3 separate regions of the Mus musculus genome follow, and all the other regions are linked to region 2. Evidence: chromatin contacts called from public HiChIP or PLAC-seq and promoter capture Hi-C data. All regions are on one chromosome and are shown on one strand. Each heading gives the region's core, a stretch centred on a gene start, on an enhancer-like site or on the middle of the called end of the contact. The rest is flanking DNA. Distances are from core to core; before and after follow the strand shown. Region 1 has its middle 53 kb from the start of Camk1g. Region 2 holds the start of Plxna2 (plexin A2). Region 3 has its middle 16 kb from the start of Mir205hg.

Region 1 (3,911 bases), core at 1,136-3,635, 1.2 Mb before region 2:
TCAAGGTCAGAGTCTGTTTACTCCTCAAGTTCATGTTCCCTGTGTGGCCTGGCATCTCTTGAAACAGTGGAGTGGGTCACATTTGAGCATGCCTAGCTTCAGGGATCAGGACTCCACACAGTCCCAGGAAAAGCATCAAATACCATCACCTGAGATAATTTATTCATTGCAACCTATGTCCCATCATGCATTTGCTCATCCACCCCACAAATGCTGTTTATCAAGAACTGTTATGTGCAAGTACCAGGGTGTGGTGTATGAGGTAAAATGAGAGAGAGAGGATGTGGCTTCTCCCTTTTACAGACCTCATGGTCCTTCTTTGAAGGCAAGAGGGAAATAAGTGGCTAGAGAGAAAAAATGAAGCCACAAATACAGGGCTGTGTGATTGAGAATCAGATCCTTCTAACCAGAGGCATGGGCAGGAAGCAGGTATCTGAATAGGGTTGAATTAGATCTCTGTCCATCAACTATGTAATTAATATTCATTGGCATTAATATGAATAGTGCTAATTAGCATTATTATTTTGCAAGGAAATTAAATCAAAGCTAATCTAGATTTAAGCAGCCTGTACACAGAATTTTGCAGGGTCTATCACAGAACCTGGGCCCTTCCTTCAGAGCTCCCTGACTGTGTGGCTTCCTGTCCCTGAGTCTTTGCTTTTCTGGACAAACCTTCACCTTATAGAAAATGTGATGTCATACATCTTGCTGTATGTAGGAAGCACAGCCTCTGATCTGAGTAGCTGTAACCAGGGAACTCTCCTCAGCAACACAGCTGCTGAGACCCCTCTGGCCAGGGACAGCAGCTACCCAGGACACAGGGAGGGCAGCTCCGCTGGCCAGGAACCTCTGGGAAGATGAATGGGCAAACATGGGAAGTATGTGGTTGTGATCAAGAAGAACATTTCAGAATAGGGAGCACAGGGCTCAAGGACTTTGCACTAGAACCCACAGCCTTGGATCTTACCTGTTCTGCAAGTCTTTGATATGGTCTCTGGTTCCCCTCTAGATGGTCTTAGGTCTGTGGATGTGTTTGCATCTGTGCACATGTGTCTGCATGGATGTGTGTATAGTGTGAGCCTGATGGTTAGTATTGATCATCAATATTACAGAATCTAGAATCACCTGGGATTTGGGGCTCTGGACATGTCTGTCTGTGGGTTATCCTGAATGAACTAATTGAGGTGGAACAGCCCACCTACTTTGGGTGACATCATTCCCTGGGCCGAGACCCAGGACTGTCCACATGGAGAAAGGGGACTGGGTAGGATCCTGGACTATTCACATGGAGAAAGGGATCTGAGTACTATGTTTTGCCTTTAACTGCTTCCTGACTGAGGATGCAAGATGCACAATTCCCTCAAGCACCTGCTTCTGCTGCTTCTGCTTCTGCTTCTGCTGCTGCTGCTGCTGCTACTGCTGCTGCGGCTTCCCTACCAAGATGAGCAGGGATGAAAAACCAAGGATAAAAATAAGCTCTCTGTCCCTTAAACTGCTTTGGTCAGGGTGTTTTTATCACAGCAACAGGAAGAGATGTGAAGACATGATCATATAGGTGATTTGTAAGCATGCCTCTGCTGCTCTGGCCTCTGTACTGGGCTGGGCTCTGTACTGGGCTAGCCTCTGCTGCTCTGGCCTCTGTGCTGGGCTGGGCTCTGTACTGGGCTAGCCTCTGCTGCTCTGGCTTCTGTGCTGGGCTGGGCTCTGTGCTGGGCTGGGTTCTGTACTGGGCTGGGCTCTGTGCTGGGCTGGCTTCTGTGCTGGGCTGGGCTCTGTGCTGGGCTGGGCTCTGACCTGGGATGGGCTCTGTACTGGGCTGTAGGGTGAGGTCAGCATAGGACGAGGCAGGCATCACCATCCTGCTGGCTCATGGGGGACCTCTTAGCAGAGATTCATGAGAGGAGGCTCTATCCTGTACAAGAGAAAAATCCCTGAAATGATTAAATGTCCTCTCTTTTGAACATGTCTTCATGTGTGTCGGTCTGTACAATGGATAGGTGCCCGGCAATAGATGGTCCCTCAGGCTCCCATCTGTCAGCCATTTCTGCCTGGGCCTCACCTTTCCTCCTGGATCTCACTATGGTGATCCCTCATGCAAACAGTCCTCCCCCTCTTTCTCATTTCCTCCTCTCTTTGCAGTCACTTCTTCAGTCCATTCATTGTGGTCTCTTCCAGGCTCCCAAATGTGCAGGCTGTCCCTGCATTTTTAGAGCCCTTCTGAAGTCCCATGTATTCCCAAATGGCTTATGAAATGACCTTTGTTTGTCCCCCCATCCCCCGTGGAAGAGCCAATAGAAGCACCTGCCTTTATAGGAGCGCCTGTATCTCCAGAGAGGAGCCGTGTGGGAGGTAGAGGAGGTGAAGGGCAGGTGTGTGCAGTTGAATAAAGAAAATGCATGTGCTTCCTGGCTTGAAGTGTGGACTGTACTGAGGCAGCATAGACTTGTACAGAGGGGGCTGCCTCTACCGCACATTTTTGCTGTGGTTTGACCAAATCCCCTATCTCACAGCTCCCACTGTTACATGAGGCTTAACCATCCGAGGCTTTTATAAAGGGGTCTCCTGCCTCCTTGTGCTTTGTTTCCACTGTGGGAAGCCAACTGCATGCATATCACGTCCCCCTGTATCCTGGCAGCGGAAGCCCAGACTTCTTATCAGCTGTAGTTCATTTGTAAATTATTAACCTTTCAAGAGCCAATATTTGCCCGAGGCCTTCCTTCCAGCCCGTCTGGAGTATTAGCGATGGGCAGGGAGGCCGGGAGGAGAAGGTGGCACAGGAGCGGGGTCAGGGGAGAAGTGCCCTTGCTGTTGCTTGGTGGGAGATGGGCACTGAATGTCTCTGGTTCTGAAGACAGGATCTGACCAGGAGCAGCAGGAATGCAGCGGGCTCTTTCTCAGCCCAGACTGGGAGGCTGCCACGGCAAAATGGGTGTCTTTTGATGCCTGTGATCATCAGATTGCCGGGAACAAGATTTTCAGGCACTTTTGGGGACAGAACAAAGCAGGATTTCCAGACAAGGGACTGGGAACAACTCCAAGGTGTGGGGGCTCTGAATAAATGGAGACATGGCTTGTTCCTTTTGTACAGTTAATCCTTTCATGAGTTTCTCTCACGATAACCTTAAACGCAGGACCCCTGGGATAGGGAGATGGCTCAGAGTTAAGAGCACTGGCTGTTATTGCAAAGAACCCAAGTTTGATTCCCAGCACTGACATGGGGACTCACAGCCATCTGTAGTTCCAGATCCAAGAGGTCTGACACCCTGGGTGGCCTTCCTGGGTTCTAGGCATGCACATGATTCATATACATACATTCAGGCAAAAATGCCAGTAACTGTGAAATAACAAAACAAAAAGAAACCCACAAAAAAAACATCAGAACAAATAATCAGGACCTTGTGTGACTTGGTATTTGTTACTTTTGTGTTGCTGCAATAAACACCAGGTCTAAAACCGACTTATAGAAGGAGTTTATTTTGGCTTAAAATTCCAGAGGAATTTTAAGAGTTCATCATGGCAGGAAAGCGTGACAGCAAGCAGGCAGGCAGGCAGGCAGGCAGGCAGGCAGGCAGGCAGGCAGGGCAGCCTAAACAGGGAGCTGAGCACTTACATCCTCAACCACAAACAGAAAGCAGAAGAAGCAAACTCTCAAAGCCTATCTCCAGCAAAGCCACACCTCTAGCCTATCCAAACATCACCGCCAACTGGGGACACAATGATCAAATTCCTCGGCATTTGGGGGACACTTCTCATCCAAACCACCACAGGCTTTCTCTCAGAATGTCAGACTTTCAAGCCCAGGCTTCCCGGCCTCTGCTCCCCATCTCTCCAGGAAATTTCTTAGTCCTGAGACCCAACTTCTTTCTCTGTAGTTTCCCTCAACCACCGTAAGGACTCAGGAGCTGATACTG
Region 2 (3,930 bases), core at 1,152-3,651:
CTCCACATCTGGTTTTAACCTACCAGGTTCCTGGAGATTTCAAGTTAGAATCTCATCTTAGAAATGGGAAAGTTGGGGTCACCTAGGAAAGACAAGGGTGCTGCTTCCAGGTACCTCATAGATTAGGCTTCTGAAGTCACATCCTTAACTGGCTCCATTTTCAGATGATGCTCAGTGGCAATGTGGGAGTAGGGTGGCATCATGTCACCCAGCCTGCAGTGTGATCTGTCTGTAGGTGTTCTTTCTCCCACACTCTCCCTCTCTCTTCCTTTATTCATGACAGGCAGGGCAAGTGTGGGGAGAAAAGAACAGGATGGGTATATGTGGAGGAGTCACTTTCATTTAATGTACCCCCCATTCTTCATTTAAGGGTTTATTTCTAGATCACAGGGGTGGGGATGTGTAACTGAAATTATTTAAATTGTATTGTAATCATCTCAAAAATGAGATTAAATTGAGGCACTGAGAAGAGGCAAGAGATAAGACACAACACACACATAGTCATACAGCACTTGATTTAGAATTAAAGGCCCTATATTCAACAGAGAGCTTTATCACTTACCTTGCTCTACTAAGGATGGTCTCAGGGGAAGCTGGCTAGACTGTTGTTCCTCTCATTAAAAACATGGCAAAAGTGTAACAGAATCTGATAGCACCTTCCCTTTATCTTCCTTAACAAATTGTGCCTTCAATCCAGCGTACTCAGAAATAAAGAATAACGATCATTTGTGTAAAGAGGGAAGACACACTCACATGCAGACATAAACAATAATAGAGGAAGAATAAATGTGAGAATCACTGGGCATTTTATCAAAAATAAATGTTACATAAATTCAAAGGACAAGATAGGTGTGCATCACAGAATTCAGATTCTTTGTGGCTCCAAAGGACAAAATTGGCAACAGCTAGTGAAACTTACCGGAAACAAATTTTAGGCAATTAATGAATTGATTAATTTAAGAGTTTTTAAATGAGGTAACCATGTTTTGTTTTTAAGAATAGCTAATTGGACCAGGTATCCAGTGTGGTGGCATATATTTTTGAGTCTAGCACTTGGGAGGCAGAGGCAAGCACATTTTTGTGAGGTCTTAGCCACTATGGTTTGTAGTAAGGAGTTCCAGGACAGCCAGAGATACATAGTGAAGAAAACCAAACCAACCAAACTACCAAACAGCCAACTCTACATCCCAAAATCCCGTGTCTCTAATATAGTTGATGAAAGTGATCTTCTCTTCTCTTCTCTTCTCTTCTCTTCTCTTCTCTTCTCTTCTCTTCTCTTCTCTTCTCTTCTCTTCTCCTCCTCCTCCTCTTTCTTCTTCTTCTTCTTCTTCTTCCTCTCTCTCTCTCTCTCTCTCTCTCTCTCTCTCTCTCTCTCTCTCTCCTACTGAGAATTCAGTCAACTGTTTTTATATGCTTTCAGAAGCATCCCACATCCCTCTTTCTTTTTATACCGGTGAAGAGTATGGCCACAAGAGGGCAGTAGGGGACATTTGTCAGACACTTTGATGTGTTGAGTAAACTCGGTGTGTTCAATCTCCATCGGGGAATTCGAAGACCCTGAGACCTTGCAGGGGTATAGCTTGCACAGGCCCTCGCGGGAAAGCCGTAGCCGCAGTTGCAGATTCACAGACTACGAACCAAGGAATCAAGACCCGTGAGCGCGGAAGCAACCAGGACTGAAAAATCCTCTTTTCTGGGGATATTAAAGTTGTCTTAATCTTCTAGCCATTACCCTCTGCCTCCAGTACGAGGCGGGCTCGCGGGTCTGGATAATGCAAACGCTCCTGGTACTATGGTTTCCACAGCACCCACCCGAGTCAGCCCCTACCTCCTTTTCCAATGGAACAGGAAACCGGAGATGCAAAGCCAGACTCCTCTTTAAAATGTAGAAATAATTATCAACAACTTCAAACCTCTTTTGACAGCTCGTTGGCTTTCTAGAATTTGTAGGGTAGAGAAATTTGCTGTTCCGAAATCCGACACCCCATCTCAAGCCCATCAGTAATATATGTCCCTCCACACTCACCCCTAGCTCACAGGTGAAGAGAAAGGAGGGGAGGCTTTGCTTGGTGACAGGTGACGCCACGCGAGGGGATGGGGTGCTCTCATCACTCTGATCCCCTCCCGAAGCCTAGCCAGCTGGCTTACCAGGCCCCAAGACATGAGTCCCTAGACCCTGGTACAACCTTTCTGGGCCCTTGACTACTGACAGTGTCTGGTGGTCCAAACTGAGCGAGCAGAACGCCTGCAGAGCCGTAGCTCTGCCGGGTTCTTGGGTGGACCAGCTAGGGTATTCGGTCTGCGCGGGCGGGGCGCGTGGGCGGGGAGGGGGTTAACGCGGCCTCTATGATAATGAGCTGAGCGGTAATATAGGAGGCCGGCTGAGGGCGCCGCCACCGGAGCTGAGCTGAGCCGCGCTGCGCGCAGCACTGTCCGCGCAGAGCCGAGTGGGGGCGGCTGGAGCAGCTGCTGGGATCCTTCAGCTGAAGACGAGCGATCAGATCTGGTGGACCCGTGAGCCGTGGAGCCGCGGGGAGCTTATGGGCCCGGTCGCAGACAGAGCTGGCAGCGGTTCCTGGAGGAAATAGGGCCGAGCAAGCCAGGAGCAGAAGGGAAGGAAGCGCGGGATCGCTGATGTCAGAGCAGCCCGGAAAGTCGTGCTGGAGAAAACTGAAGACACCCGGCTTTGAGCCGCCCCGGAGGGACCCTGCGGGACCCCACGCCCCTTCACAACCGGGTCCCTGCGCACAAGCGACTGGGACGAAGACGCGAGGAACCATTCGGGGGCCACCCCAGGAATACAGGCAAGCGGCCGGCGCGGGCCGAGGATTTTAATGATCCTGGGTTACATGTGGAACTGGCTGCCAGTGTGACTCCCGTCAGGCAGGACTGGGCGCACGCTGCCCTGGGCAACCGCCAGTTGAGCGGACGAAGAGGGGACGCAGGGACAGACAGACACTGCCGAGCTGGGTAAGCAGCGCCCTCCGCCCTTTCCCCGAGCGCGCTCCCGCGGCGGTTCCTCCGGCGCAGCCTCCTCAGGTCCCCTTGGGGTCCCGGCCCCGGCCCCGGCTTGGTTGTGGCGGCGAGTATACGCGCGTGATCCGCCACTTTCGCAGCTGCAGTCTCCTGTCCAGGCTTCCGGGCCATAGACTCCAGCGGCTCTGGTGGTTCCGGCGCTCCGTGGCGCGCTTATAGCGCGCACCTGCCGGCTGTCTGCAGCTCTGGGGAGCGCCTGAGCGACGAGGTCGTCCCAGGGTTGGAGCCCAGAGAGGGCCTCCGTGGCACTAGCAAGATAGCCTGGAGCGACTATGGCCGGAGGCCGGTTGGGGGGCGTTCACCAGGCAGTGTAGTCCCGGGTGGCCGCTGGCTGTTCCAGTGGTTCAGTAGACTGGGAATCACCGGGAAGGAGAAGGCATCCTTTGCGTGCGTTCCGGGAATCTGTGAGAACGGTTTGGAAGCACTGTAGTTAAGTGTTCCTGTCCCCATCCCCCATGGCATAGTGCCCAGCTGGGGCCAGCCCCCTTGGTTTGAGCAACAGTGGTGCTGGTTGAAGTGGGAGTTTGTCCAGAGTCCAAGAGGCTCCTTAAAGCTCATTTCCCTCCATGTACTCTTTTTTGCCCTACCTCACGAAGTGATAGGATCTTAGAAAATTCCAGTTTCTTTTACTCATAGGTAGTCTTCGTAAATGTTCATCTTGAGCTGTATGTCAAAAGCTGAAAATGTCATTCCTAGGGCCCTCAAAAATGCCCACCTGTTTAACATGACCCTTGCCCTAGGAAGGGCTATCTCTTCAAATAGCTCAAGTAGAGATAAGAGGGAGAAAAAGCTGGGGGGAGGGAGGGGGTGCAACTTGGGAGAACAGGTCAGTCCCTACCATCTGGAAAGGAGAGTAGTTGTTGAGGGCAAGAATGTTCAGTGAAGATCCAAGAT
Region 3 (3,986 bases), core at 1,461-3,960, 1.1 Mb before region 2:
CTTCTTGACTCTCAGCCTGCACTTTTTTCTGCCATAACAGTTTCTTGAAGGTCACCCGAACTTGATTAATTAAGTGCTGGTTTGTTAAAAAGTGTTTTGGGAAATTGAAGAGAGGAGAAAGGAAAATCTAAAACAATTCTTAGAATCCAAAATGAAAGGACAATTGGTTTATTACTGTTATGCCCCTGCACTTAGAAAATTCTGGGAGTGCTTTCTTGGCTGGATCTTTTCATGTGGCCAGAAGCTGGGATGAAGCCTTGAGTCAGCTCTGAAGATGAACTTGGTATTTCCCTCCAATTAGTTAATGTCTTCATGGCCATTTCTGGGAACAGTATTTTCTGATAATCTAAAATCATGTTTGTGCTATGGGGGAGGATGTTCAGGGAAATTTATATTTTTTCATGCATTTATACTGATAAAGAAAGGAGCCATTTAAAATTCAGGCTTTGGGGATTTTCTTCTGATTTATTATTAATTTTCTCATTTCAAAATTTAAAATCTTCCTCAGCCTAAAACATTTTTAACCAACTTTCTCTGTTTTGCCTTTTCCCCTTCCTCTTCTCTTCTCTCCCACCCCACTCCTTTCTCTCTTCCCCCTCCTCCCTCCCTTCCTTCTTTCTATCTTAAACTTAAAATGTTTTCCTGCCTCAGCATCCTGAGTGCTAGAATACCACACGTGGTCGAAGGTTTTACCACCAAGAGTGGGCTTGATTTGACATCTGAATATCTGGAACTTAAGCAGGTTTGTAACTAGAGGGACAGCCTCAGACCTGCCCTAGTTTGGCAGTGCACACTGGCCCTCTTTTCTTCCTTCCCCCTGCTCAGCCCAATTCTTGCCTTTCACTGCTGGGCTGCACTGAGGGAGATGCTGTTTGCTGGTTATGTGGACACATGGACTTTAGTTTGGATGAGAGGAATCTGAGGAGGCTTGAGAGGAGTTTGGAGCTGTTGGGACGAAGCCCTGGAGTTCTCTTAAACATGCTCAGGTCCTTCCCTGCATGGTGGTGCAGGCTGACAATTTCAGTTCTGGAGAGGTAGAAACAGGAGGATCCCTGGGGCTCACTGACCAGCCAGCCTAGTCTAAGCAGGGATACTCAGCCTGGTAAAAGAGTCTGTCTGAAAAAATAAAGCGAATGGCATCTGAGGATAAATGATAGCTGAGATTGACCGTGGCATCTATATACATTTTGTATGTGCCCATGTGAACATGTGTGCACACCTATTACTGAAAGGTAATGGACTAACCGAGGCCTTTTGTGACTTGATAAGATGTCCCTCACTAATGCAGCGTCTTTCTTGAATATCCAAGATGATGGTCAATTCTGAAGCACTTTGGGAGTGTGATTTGGGAATTCTCTTATGAGGGACTGGAGGGATATAGACTTCTCCACTGCATCACATATATCCTCTGGAGGAGCTTTCCATATCTAGTGCTTCCCAGAGTCAAAGCCTCATTCCGTGTCTTTGTTTTAAGCCTAAGGTTCTTTCCTCCGAGGGTCTCATCATCTTTATCTGGGTATTCCACAGGACTCAAACCGAACCTATACGTAACTGAGTTCATCTTCCCTTCACAGTTGATCTCTTACATCCCACTGAGCTCTCATGCCTTCAGCAGTTACCTGTGATTCTTCTAGATGCTTTGCTTTCCATATGCCAATCGTTATGACAACCTATCAACTCTAGTGTTTTAATGTGACTTGAATCTAATAATTTCCACCCACTATGATTACTCTTCCTTTAGACTGTGAACCTACGTTGACTCCCATAGACTCAGTCACTAAGATGGCAATATGGGCTGTTTTAAAATAGCCTTTGCTGTAGAACTCCTGCTGGTGATTTCATTACCTTGAATCCCAATAACTACAATATATTCCCCATTTTACTGGCCTTTTCCTTAACCAAGAATAGGTAGTTCCATTTCTTCTGTTTATGGCAGAGAAATCTATGAAAACATAAAGCCTTTGTCTAATGCGAGGTACCAATAGACACTTAGATATCAATTAGATACCTAGATCCATTTCTTTGGAAAACAGTTGACCAGGAATGGATGGCTGTGCCAGGTAATTAGCAGAAATTTAATTTTAAAATGAATTTGATATTTGGGCTCAACTTTCCATTTTTTCCCCATCTAACTATGCAGATCTCTGTCTCTGTCTCAGTCTCTCTGTCTCTTTCTGTGTCTCTCTGTGTCTCTGTCTCCTTCTCTCTCTGTTTCCTTTTCCATCTCTCCTTCCTGTGTAGACACCAAATCCCTGGCATCTTTTCCCTTTCCCCAAAGACCACTAAGGAAGGCAAAAGCTAGCTATAAGAGACCAGGCATCTCAGGTTTCACCCTCTGCAAAGTCAGTGTAAATGCTTTCACTTCGCATCCTGGCATCGGAACATGACATGACATGTTTTGCTGATGCTCCATCTTAGACCTGTTGGAGAGGAAAAGAAGCCTGCCATGGTTCATTGTTTCAAGAAAGCTCTCCCCACCCCCCCTTTTTTTCCTCACTACCAAGAGTGGGGGTGGGGAAGAGGAGACCTCATTTAATTTCACAACCGTCCCTTGCTGTCCAGACTTGCTCAGAAGCCAAGCCTTGAAGGGGTCAGATACTTTTGTGGGGGTATCTTCTGCTTTGAGAAGAAAATATTTTCTGAACAGGAGGTCATAGAGACCTTGAATAGCTATACTATTTCTGCTGAAGGGAAGCAAGCTGCTTGGCTCTGGCTTGCCTGGGTTGGGGTGCAAGGTAGGAAAGGGGCTGATGTTTGTGGAGTAGAGGGCAGGAAAGTGTTGTAATGAGGAAAATAAGCTTTCTTAGGAGAATCGGGGTTGATGGTCTAAGTTATTTGTTCTGAAAGAAGCAAACACATGGCTCTGCACAGAGAGATAATTCTCTGGATTTGAGTGAAGTCTTTTGATCTGCAAGAGAATTTCAAGGCACAGCAGAGCATAAGAGACATGTCAGGCTTTTACACTTTCAAACAAAGGTAAAAAGCATGGGTTTTGCAGCTGGCTTGCTTTGTTGTGATGCTCTGATAATAATTTGTCAACATGTTTTATTTATCTCAGCTCTTCATCTGATTGACTTAAATGATTAATTATGTACCAGTTTTTCTTGAGGTCTTGATTTGCAATTTGTTACTCCTGTTAATTTTTAAAAAAATATTGGATAAAAAACATCTCATGCCTACTGAAATTGAACGAACTGCCTGCCTTTATTTTATCGAGAAAATGAACCCCAATAACATACCACGTTATTGTCTAAAACTTATTAATGATTAGAAATTTCAAAGCATCTGTCTGCTGGAATTGTAGATCAAGAAATCCAGGGACAAAAGGGGAGATTATTGGTGATCTCCTAGTGGGTCTCATTCAGGATTTCTAGGAGCACATACTGTTGTTTTGGATTTTTGTAGTGACGAGACTAAGGGGCACCGTTTCATTGAATGCTGGACACTTAGAGTACCAAGTACTTAGAGTACCAAGTACCAAGTACAGCAGAGTATTTCCTGTCCAAGTGACAGTGCTGCCTCTGGTTAGCACTATCCTGTTCCTCCACTCAGACATGAGAATACCAAGGTCCTGACACTCCTCCCTCACCGTACACACACACACACACACACACACACACACACACACACACGCCCCCCTCCCCACTAATGAAATAGCAACAAGCAATTCAGTTTCTTCTACCCCCATATGCTGGATGACAGTTTCCACAATGAACTCAGTAGCTAAGACCACAGTTGCCTTGCTGTGCAACACTGCAGAGGACTTCTTAGAAGAAACATAGTAATAGATATGATTTCTAAGCTTCACTATTGTAAACTTAGTTATATGGGATATAGTCTTAGAAATAATCTCTAGGGCCCGAGAGGATGTCTTAGTCAGTAAAATGCATGAGGATCTGAGTTTGGATCTCTAGCACTCACAGAAAAGCTGGGTGCAGTGGCATGCTCCTGTAATCCCAGTGTTGGTGGCCTCAGGAGATGGGCAG

The links. Promoter capture Hi-C pulls out the DNA fragments that hold promoters and counts their contacts. HiChIP or PLAC-seq counts read pairs in DNA pulled down with a chosen protein or histone mark.
Region 1: a contact with region 2 is called in an HNF4G HiChIP or PLAC-seq map of pancreatic cancer cells. The contact joins the enhancer-like site here to the promoter of Plxna2 in region 2. A contact is called at or near these places in 4 of 39 promoter capture datasets (the 3T3-L1 cell line, hippocampal neurons, liver and 1 more) and 14 of 115 datasets of contacts at active chromatin or transcription factors (the NIH/3T3 cell line, SST interneurons, VIP interneurons and 10 more).
Region 3: a contact with region 2 is called in a promoter capture Hi-C map of the 3T3-L1 cell line, with 12 times the contacts expected there. The contact joins the enhancer-like site here to the promoter of Plxna2 in region 2. A contact is called at or near these places in 5 of 39 promoter capture datasets (the 3T3-L1 cell line, cranial neural crest, hippocampal neurons and 1 more) and 6 of 115 datasets of contacts at active chromatin or transcription factors (SST interneurons, astrocytes, differentiating embryonic stem cells and 3 more).

The regions. Positions count from the first base shown.
Region 1 is chr1:193,421,331-193,425,241 of GRCm38.p6, forward strand. No RefSeq gene overlaps it. Among named protein-coding and RNA genes, the nearest start is that of Camk1g, 53 kb to the left of the region's middle. Within about 2 kb of position 2,386, at least 44 of the 459 cell types and tissues checked have an H3K27ac peak or open chromatin away from gene starts, as enhancers often do. A contact at or near this core is called in pancreatic cancer cells, where this site is marked.
Region 2 is chr1:194,617,428-194,621,357 of GRCm38.p6, forward strand. It overlaps Plxna2 (plexin A2), which reads left to right and starts at 2,402. Exons shown (of 32, transcript NM_008882.2): 1 at 2,402-2,970.
Region 3 is chr1:193,524,296-193,528,281 of GRCm38.p6, forward strand. No RefSeq gene overlaps it. Among named protein-coding and RNA genes, the nearest start is that of Mir205hg, 16 kb to the left of the region's middle. Within about 2 kb of position 2,711, at least 8 of the 459 cell types and tissues checked have an H3K27ac peak or open chromatin away from gene starts, as enhancers often do.